Linked DNA regions of Mus musculus: region 2 is linked to region 1. Evidence: chromatin contacts called from public Hi-C data. All regions are on one chromosome and are shown on one strand. The core of a region is the stretch at or near the end of the contact, and the rest is flanking DNA. Distances in the headings are between cores, read along the strand shown.

What was found. A called contact is a pair of places that touch in the nucleus more often than the background predicts.
Region 2: a contact with region 1 is called in a Hi-C map of uterus, with 2.5 times the contacts expected there. The contact joins two enhancer-like sites. A contact is called at or near these places in 2 of 39 promoter capture datasets (the C10 cell line and neutrophils), 1 of 484 Hi-C or Micro-C datasets (uterus), 3 of 115 datasets of contacts at active chromatin or transcription factors (astrocytes, heart atrium and large pre-B cells) and 1 of 9 other capture datasets (liver).

Annotation. Positions count from the first base shown.
Region 1 is chr2:148,426,386-148,431,284 of GRCm38.p6, forward strand. No RefSeq gene overlaps it. Among named protein-coding and RNA genes, the nearest start is that of Cd93, 15 kb to the right of the region's middle. Within about 2 kb of position 2,831, at least 30 of the 459 cell types and tissues checked have an H3K27ac peak or open chromatin away from gene starts, as enhancers often do. A contact at or near this core is called in uterus, where this site is marked.
Region 2 is chr2:148,619,888-148,624,786 of GRCm38.p6, forward strand. It overlaps the pseudogene Gm25866. Among named protein-coding and RNA genes, the nearest start is that of Nxt1, 50 kb to the right of the region's middle. Within about 2 kb of position 2,569, at least 35 of the 459 cell types and tissues checked have an H3K27ac peak or open chromatin away from gene starts, as enhancers often do. A contact at or near this core is called in uterus, where this site is marked.

The DNA.
Region 1 (4,899 bases), core at 1,581-4,080:
CACAAGTTATAGCACCAGATTCTAATCAACAGGACAGCGGATGCATAGTGGCTTATTGAGCTTAAAGAACTGAATGTGTGACTGAATCTCAAACATTACACTTAACACAGAGCCAGGTCATGACATCAACATGAGCATGTATTTCAACTCTACCTGGCTTTCTGGAATAGCGAATCTCCCTGAGCCCAGCCTTTTCTCTCAAAATAAGGATGAAGCCTACATCATGGGGTTGGGAGTGCCTTCTTCAGATCTTCATCCATATCTTCTTCCAGTTGGTACAGATTTTTTCAACTTTGAATTTTCTTGCCCTTTCTTCCACAGCTTCCCTTCCAACTTCAGGTCTGTAGAGTGCTGAAATCCTTTCTTCACAACTCCCTCAATATCAAGATAAGTTCAAATATGACTCTCAATTGATGGCCTACTGTTCACGGGGTGGGGGGGAGTGTCAAATGACAGAGTAAGCATCGTCCCTGGGTCCAGCCTTTTGCATACAGCAACACTGTAATTAAAGCACTTGCTTTTGTTTGGCTTGCAGTTTCTGTATCACCATACACTTTGGCGCATACCACAACATCACTCCACCACTCGGTGAACTCCTAACACCCAAGAGAAGCAAAAGTGAACAGTATAATACAGCTGCTGTGTGAGTGATAGGCTGAGTGAATTCAAAGACAAACTACCAACAACTTGGATGATATATTTGCAAAATACCTATCTGAGCACGGACTGTTGTTCAAAGGCCACAAAGATTTCCTAAAACCCAACTGTAAGAAAACAAACAACGTAAGTGAAAAAATGGCCCAGAAAATCTTAAGAGACACTGATAGCAGGGAAGTATGTAAGCAACATATCTCATTGGGAACTGCAAATTAAAGCAGTGGTGTACCTTATACACCTATTAGAATAACTAAAATCCAACACTTGATGACATCTATGCTGAGAACAGTGTGGAACAGAATCATGGCCCTTGGTAGTGGGAATGCAGAGTGACTTGGATTCTCTCGAAGGCTGGCCATTCCTTACAAAACTAGACACACCCTAATTCTATCATCCATTAATCCCACCTCCAGGCATTTATGCCAATGAATTGAAAACTTAGTTTCACATAGACATCTGTATGAGAATATTTTAGTAGCTTTATTTTTGAGGGTCAAAAGTCAGAAGTAGCCACAGTGTTCTTCAGTGAATGAGTAGATAATTGGCAATAGAATATTAGCCATTGATTAAAATCAATAAATGATCAAGTCACGGAAATGGCTTGAGAAGCCCTAAATGCACTCTGCCAAGTGGAAGAAGCTAGTTTGAAAATGCTACACAGTAGGCAAGACACATTCCAGGAAAAAAATTGTGCAATCAATAAACAAAGCCATAGTTCTCAAGAGAAACAGGATGAATGGACAGAGCACAAGGGGCGTTCCTGCCACTAAACCTGCCATGTCTGATACTGCTGTGGTAGAATGTATAATTAACCACTCTGTATGTGTCAAAACCCATAGAGTATACAAGTTCCGTGTTAACAAGGGCTTGTGGCACACTCATCTGTAAGAGTCTGAGGAAGGAGGTTTGAAAGTTTGGAGCCAGCACAAGCTGAACAGCAAGACAGTATTTTAGAAACAAAGCAATGAGGCTAGATAGATGGCTCAGCATTTCACAACATATACTGCTCTTCCAGAGGACCTTTGTTTTGTTCCTAGTACCCATGTCAGGCAGCACACAGCGGCCTCCAGCTCCAGCTCCAGGGATATGTGATGACTTTGTCCTCTACAGGTACCTGCATTTAAAAGCACATACCCACAGATAGATGTACACATGCATATAATTTTTAATTTTTTTTTAAAAAGCCAGGTGTGGTGGTGCACACCTTTAATCCCAACTCTTAGGAGGCAGAGGCTGGCGAATTTCTGAGTTCGAGGCTAGCGTGGTCTACAGAGTGAGTTCCAGGACAGCCAGGGCTACACAGAGAAACCCTGTCTCAAAAAAACAACAACAACAACAAAACAAACACAAAACTTTTAAAAACATTTATTTAGTGTGTGTGTGTGTGTGTGTGTGTGTGTGTGTGTGTGTGTATGAGCACACGCATGCCTGGGTATCTATATGTGTACCATGTGCATACAAAAGTCCTAGAGGTCAGAAGAGATCGTTTTATCCTCTGGAAATAGATTATAGGTAGATATATAAGTAGATATATGTAGGTTCGAGGAACCAAATTCAAATCTTGTGTAAGAGCAGTTAAGCAATAATTGCTCTTAACTGCTAAGCTCTTTCTCCAGCACCCCTCCCAAAGAAAATTCCAAGAAGAGTGCCTTAATGGGTGGACCTTTTGCATGAGACTGAGAAATATAGATGTTATCTGGCAATCATGAGACTGAAAGTCACACACTGGTGATGAAAGACCACAGAGACAAAGAAAGTACAACGAACAGCCACTGCAGAAGCCCTCATTTGGATACTCTGAATGTCTCATTTTAAGAAAAACACAAATGTTTTGACCATTAGACTTTATCATATAGAAGCAATTTCACTGTTAAATATAGTTTTTATACATAATCAGAATCAGATTAAAGTATCTACAAGATATTTTGGCCCTCTATATTTGTACATTATTCATTTACAATACATCTTTTAATATACATGTGTAAATGTAAACATAGAGGCAAATGTCCCACCAGAAGAATTTTTAGTAGAACAGCAGCTTAGCCTATTATGAAACTAATTTCCTTTAACAAACTCTTAGAAATATTTTTGGGTTGTTTTCTTGTTTGTGAAGCTGGTGCATGGGTTGGTTCCAACTCAATGTGACTCCAGATTTTGAAATAATGAGGCTCAAATGAGTCATCTTTTCCTTTGCTCAGAAAGAATAAATAACTCATGCTAAAGACCATTCAACATGCAATTAAAGTTAATAGACATCACTTAATTTCAGCCAGAAACCCTTTGAGCATCCAATCCAGTCCCAGCAAGCATTTAACAAGTCAAACTGGGCATCTGGTCTTTATGCAGTGGAAACAAAACAAACCCAAAATCCCTCTTAATGAAAAGCCATGACTTTATCCCAGATCCCAGTTCCACTATGAGCTTGGCACCTGTAGACTCTGCCAGAAGCTTTGCTATGGTTGTTTTTTCCTCATGAAGTTTAATAATAGGAAAGGTTGTCTCCGTAGTGAAGAAAAAAAAAAAAAAAAGACTTCCCTTAAAAAGCAGAGCCAGGTTGATTGGCTCTGTCTAAGAAGTAAATGCAAAAGGATGTGAAAGAAAGAGGCCAGTACTTTACATTTGCAAAGTTACCACAACATTGGAAGAACATGGCACTGGAGCAGCCTGGAGATCCTCCGGGATGAGTGTGAATGGCTGGGTATAGGTTAGTATAACTAAAGAGCTCCCTGATCGCTAGGCTCCTTTGTGTGGAAAGGCTTTCATGGCAGTGGTGTCACAGGAGTGGGTCTCCACAATCACTAACCCTGATTAGTGGGCTTGTACAAGGATCGACAGTAGAGAAGCACTAAGCCACTCAACACCACAAGAGATTCATTCACTCATTACTACCTCTGAAATAATAAAGCCTGAGGAAAACACATCTCATTCCTCTAGAAAAATTAATCAGGCTATAACTTGTAAACCTTTGTCTTCCTCATACATTGACAGGGAGCATTTTAAAATCAGTGTTATTATGCTGTAATTTGTATTCAATAAGATGTACCTATTTTCTGTTTAGGGTTTAATGAGTGCTGAAAATGCAAATGTCCATGCAGCCAACATCTGATCAAGATATGCCATCTCCATGGTTCTGAGAAGGTCCTTTAGTTCTTTGCAGTAAACCTCACTCCCCTCTCACGTAACTGCTTACCAACTTCTCTTATCAAAGATTAATTTTTGTTGTTCAAGAATTTAATGCAAGTTATTCCTAAGCATCTAGCTTTCCCTGTTCCTCTGAATCTTCCTTGATTGTTCATTAACTATGTGACACTTCCTAGTGAGGAGTGCTTCCCTCTATAGATAATCCTTGAGCATCTACAGTTTGCTGCTGATGGATGTCTGAATGGCTTTCAGGGACAGGCTCTACACATAAGCAACCTATGAAGATCTATATCCAAGGCTGCATAGGCTATGATTTAATTTCTATTAAATAACTACCTGGGAGCAGAATTGCTGGATTGTGAGGGTCTAAGAGGTAGACTGAATTTCAGTTTGATCCCCAGCACTGCACACTCTCATCTACCATACCCAAATCAAATGAATGTTGAGGGTGTGTTTAATTCTTTAAAAAAAAAAAATCTAGGGGCTAATTTTGAAGAGGCAGCATCACTGACCTTTCCAACAGCATATACACTAGTTCCAACTGAGCTTCTTCTGATGGCCAGATACGACCATAGGGCAACCTGTGAGTACCCCTACTCCCTCTTCTGCTACTACACACAAGCATAGCATCTGACAAAGGCAGAGAAGATGATCACACTGGGTAGGCAAGGAACATCAACGGGGTCTGCCTTCAATCAGGCAGATCCCATTGCAGTGTGGGCAACGATTCAGGGACTGCACTGAGTGTGTTTAGCACACTTGTGTTTGGATGAGGCAGGTATGCAGACACAAGTGTGCTTATTTGAACATAAAACATTGTCAAGATGCAATTATTGCTCAGTCTTCCACGTCTCCTGTTGAGAAGTCTCCTGTTAAGGGTCTCCTATGAGATCCTCACTAAAGGCTAAAATGCCAGCTTATTCATGACTTGTTGATGCATTTTTTTTTCATATTACAGCTTCCAGATGTTGTTCCTGTTAATGTTTAGCCGGAGTTAGTGAAACCTAGTGATTCATACCCAATATCACCATCTGTCATCTGTGAACAGATTTTAGAATTCTCTGCTCCAATGTCCCTACCACGGTTGGGGGAGCAGAAACA
Region 2 (4,899 bases), core at 1,319-3,818, 190 kb after region 1:
TTGCTCTCTTGCACTCTGGCTCCTGAAGATGTAAGCAATAAAGCTTTGCCGCAGAAGATTCTGGTTTGTTGCGTCTTTCCTGGCCGGTCGTGAGAACGCGTCTAATAACATCAACCTACAATTTGTTCTGCTTACAAGATGTGCTAGAGTAAAGGTGGCACAGAAATTGTGCAGGTGGTCAACCAATGGTCTAGCCTGAGACCTGTGCTACAGGAGGGATCCCACCCCTGATGCTGCCTGGAGGGGCAGGACCTAGAGGCTGGATATCCCAGAGACCTAGGATAGAATCAAACATGGCTGGGGGGTGAGGAGGGAAGTCAACTGAATGATCCCTAATGATATTCTGCTATCCTCATAGACAGGAGCCTAGCATAATCATCATCAAAGAGGATTAATCTAAGTACTGATGGAAACAGATGCAAAGACCTACAGGCAAACATCAGTCAAAGCTCAGGAAATTCCGTGAAATAAGAATTGTAGGAGCCAGAGGGGTCAAGAAAACTACAAGAAAACCCACAAAATCAACTAACCTGGGCTCATAGGGGCTCACAGAGACTGAATCAACAATCAGGGAGCCTGCATGGGTCTGACCTAGGCCTTCTGCATTTATGTTATGAGTGTGTAGCTTAGTCTTCTCACAAAACTCCTAAAAGTGGGAGCAAGGGTTGTTTCTGACTCTTGCTGCTTTCAGGACCCTTTTCCTCCTACCAGGTTGTCTCTTTGCCTAGTCTTATGGCAATTTGATATGCCATGTTTGCTTGATATCCCTGGAGGCCTGCTTTTTTTCTGAAGGGAAATGGAAGAGGAGTGGATATGGGGAGAGGCGAGGTTGGTAAGGAAGGACTGGGAGGAACACGGAACAGTGCTAGTAAGATAGCTCAATAAGTAAAGTCACGTTGCTGCCAAGACTGTCAAGCTAAGTTTCCTGGAGCCTACATAGTATAAAGAGAGAACTAACTCTCAAAAGTCGTGTGTGTGTGTGTGTGTGTGTGTGTGTGTGTGTGTGTGTGTGAACATCATAATCATGCTTCCTGGTAAGGACCAAACCTGCAGACCTTCTAGAATCATCCCCTTATAGAATCCATGTCAACTTTTCACACCTCTAAGCATCTTTGCTAGGACTGATCTAATCATACAGTAGACATCTGTAAGCCTTCTGCACCATCTAGCCCTTGGTCAGTTCCATAGTGTTACCTGCAGATCCTTGTTCTGTTACTAATGACAGAATAGCACAGACCTCTGTTCAGAAATGATAGAATTTCATAGGCTCCTAGAACTGAAAGAGACTATGGACAAGGTAAAACTGCTTTCAATGATGTGGACAGTAAGAACTGTTCAGCTGTGCTTAAAAAGCAAAGTGATAACACAAAAAATACTGATAAGGCAAAGGCTCAATACAGAGTGTTTGCTACTGCTTCTTACCCATCTCTCAGATGGCAATTCTGGGACAACTCAGAGGCTTAATATTGATGGCTCTACCACCACCATAGTTGATCTCTTCGAGGCTTACGGGGGTGGAGAAAGAAACCAGGGTTGGAAGGAAGAGAGGCACACCAGATCTCATATACCTTCATGTATATCATATATCTGAAATATCCCCCAAAACTCATGTGTTGAAAGCTTGGTCTCCAGGGCAGCACTATTCAGAAATGGTGCTTTGTAGATGTGTTTGAATCATGCAGGCTTCTATTTCTTCAGTGGATTAACCCATTGATGGGTGGATTTCATAGGCTGCTAGGAGATAATGGGAACTTAGGAGGTAGGACTCAGTTAAAGCAGTGGACTATTAAGGTTGTACCTTGAGAGGCTATACTTGACTCCCTCTTCTCTCTCACTGCTTTTACTTCACTAACATGAAGCAAGGGGCTTCTTCTGCAACATACTCCACCCACCATGATGTTGTGCCTCTTCATTGTGCAATGATGTGTCAATGGAACCAGTCAACTGTGAAAGCATAAAACAAAGAGATATCTTGAAAAACAGTTTCAGACTTTTTATCTCAGCGATGAAAAGCTGGGTAACATCCAACCCTGACTTTCCCATATGTCCAGATGCTCCCATTCATATGGATGGGCCATATGCACAATTATTTCCTGCCCAGAGATGGAACCTCCCACAGTGGGCTGGGCCTTCCTACATCAATCATCAATCAATAAAATATCTCTTCGTCTAGAGGAGAATAGAAAATCTGAAGGAAGCATTTTTTCAATTGAGAGTCCCTCCTCCATAATGACTCTTATTTTGTCAAGTTGAAAAATAATGAACCACACACCATGGAACAGTTTTCAAATAAAGCCTAATATAGAATACCAAACTGAATGTTCCTTCATTTTAAGAAAGAAATGAGAAGCCCCATTTGGCCTCTTTTTCCATCCATTCCTGAAGACTGTCCCCTATTCTTTGTCTCTACAGATCAGAGAGGTCAGAGCAGTGATATTGTCCAGTCTTTCCCCTGGTTGTATGCTTTCAGAAAAGACCAGCAGAGGCAGGAGGCCCTGGTCATGACACAGAGCCTGTTGGCAAGCACAGGCCTGGAATCATTCCGAATGACTCACATGCACTGGGGATGACCTGTAGCATTTTTCAAAGGACAGCAGAGTTGATGGAATCTTCTCCCATCACGGACTGCAAACAGAACACAAGCAGTGTGATCACCCGGGTCTATTTAAATTTTGATGCAGGGTAAGGAAAGAGAATATTGCAGTGCAGCCATATCTTGAAAAGCCTTTGAAGCCCTCATTAGTACCTCCAAAAAAGTTGAGAAATTCAATTGATCTTAGAAATGTCACAGGAAAGTACTTGATAACAAGGGTCAGGATGTTAAGTAAAGAGAGAGGAATTAATCTCCATTCATTAAGAAGATGCCAAAGTGACCTTTAAGCTACATCAAAGTCCTATAACTGAAGAAAAGGAGTTTGTTATGAAGGTCCCTTTCAGCCTAGCATTCCCTGCAGGCTCCCTTGCCAACCCCAGGCTCAGAAATATCTCTGTCCTTCTACCCTCTTCCTCTATTGAAGCCAAAAACCTAGGCTAACCTTTAGGAATGCAACTGTTGGGGACAGGACACATGTCTGTCAAACCTCTGTGCAGACATGGTCACTAAGCAGTTAGTGCTCCTTCTAACCTTTCCATGGCACTCTCTCTTGCTAAGAAAGCCTTCATCTTGAATATTTTACGACCTGTACTTTCTTTTCATTGTCTTAATCCCTAAACTGCCCTCAGAAACTATTGCTACTAGCAGAGAAGGAAATCCCAGTATGGCTTTCTCCACTTCCCCCTCCTCCATTGCGTCCAATCTTACCTGCTATCATGGCCTTTGCCCCAAATCTGCATCTTGTTCCTTTCTGTTCTCCTTGATGGGGTTTGTCAGTCCCCAGGAGCCCCTAGGAGTCCCTAGGAGGAGAGTCCTAGCATGCAGTTTCATTTTCATTTTCTCTGCAATGGCTACCAGATCCCTCTCTCACAATTACTGTGTTCATGAACCTCCTTTCTAAGAGTCCATTCTGGGTTCCACACAAAGGCATATGTTGCTTCAGACATTCAATGCCTCATCACCTTCATCCAGCCTCCGGCCTTTCTTAATTGCACCACAAGAGTCTACCATTCTTCTGACCTCACACTCTTTCCTTCTCCTCTAAGATCCCATGGCACCTTCCCTACCCCTCCATATAGTTCACTGAGCCCCAGAGTGTATCATGATTGTTCCTTCTGTCCTCTCCTGTCCTACAGAGATCATGTCCTCATCAACTTACCTTCTGAAGAGGATGACAGTGCTAAACACAGACATACACACACACACACACACACACACACACAGAAATATGAATACTCCCACACAAACATATCTATACTTACTATACATACAGACACATCCACTGATGTACCACATCTTCCCAGCCATTCTCATGAAGAACCAAGCAAATTGTCCAAATCTGGAAGAAACAAAGCTAGTTAGGAAATTACCAAGCCAGAAAAGATGAACTAAGCATAGCTTGTAAAATATTCTCGAGCCTTCTGTCCAGACAAGCAAGATTGAAGAGAATAAGACAAGACACTAGATTTGGAACACTATGAAAAGAGACTGCAGATCTCTCCTTTGTTGGCTACCTGTTGAAATAATAATATTTTGGATATTAATTCAATGAAAAGGGTACTTCTTTCTTTCTTTTTTTTTGGGGGGGGGGGTTGGAGGCGTTTATTGTAGAAAGGCAAAGAGAAAGAGAAGGGAAGAGAAGTAGAGGGCAGCCATGGCCACATGGAGAGAGGGAGGAAGGGAATGGGAGAAGGAGAGCAAAAGGTAAGAGACAAGGAGAGAGCAAGAGCTTAAGAGCTAAAAAGGTACTTCTAAAAGTAATTAAGTTGTGGAGTTTTGGGTTGGTTCGGTTCAGGTGTTTTGATATTGTTTTACTCTCCAGCCCAGACTGGCTCCAGCTTTCCAAACGCTGGGATCACTGGCATGAGCCACCATGTCAGTCTTACTTTTTTGTTTAAATGTTGCTGCTGAAATTATCAAAGTTATACATAGCCCACATGATATTTCTCTTCAGTAGTAGCAATGCCAGAAGCCTTTCTGGAACCCAGGCATGCCCCGGCTTCCACACCTTCCCTCAGGATGCACTGAACAGATGTGACAGAGGCCATCTAGCTGCAAAGCCCAAAGTGCTTACCTTCTGATGGTTTGTGAGCCAGACGGAGTTACACTGTGTGCGTGAGAGGCTGGGTATACCACTTACGGTTGCAGGACTTCAGTTACCCATAATCCAGGAAACCACAAGAAACTCACTTCTAGTGAACAGAAAACACCCTGCTGAAAATTAGCATGAGATGCCACTAGAGTCATTGCAGATGTGGCTGCTGTGTCACATGTGCATCATTTAGTGGCAGAGAGGAGAGAGGCTA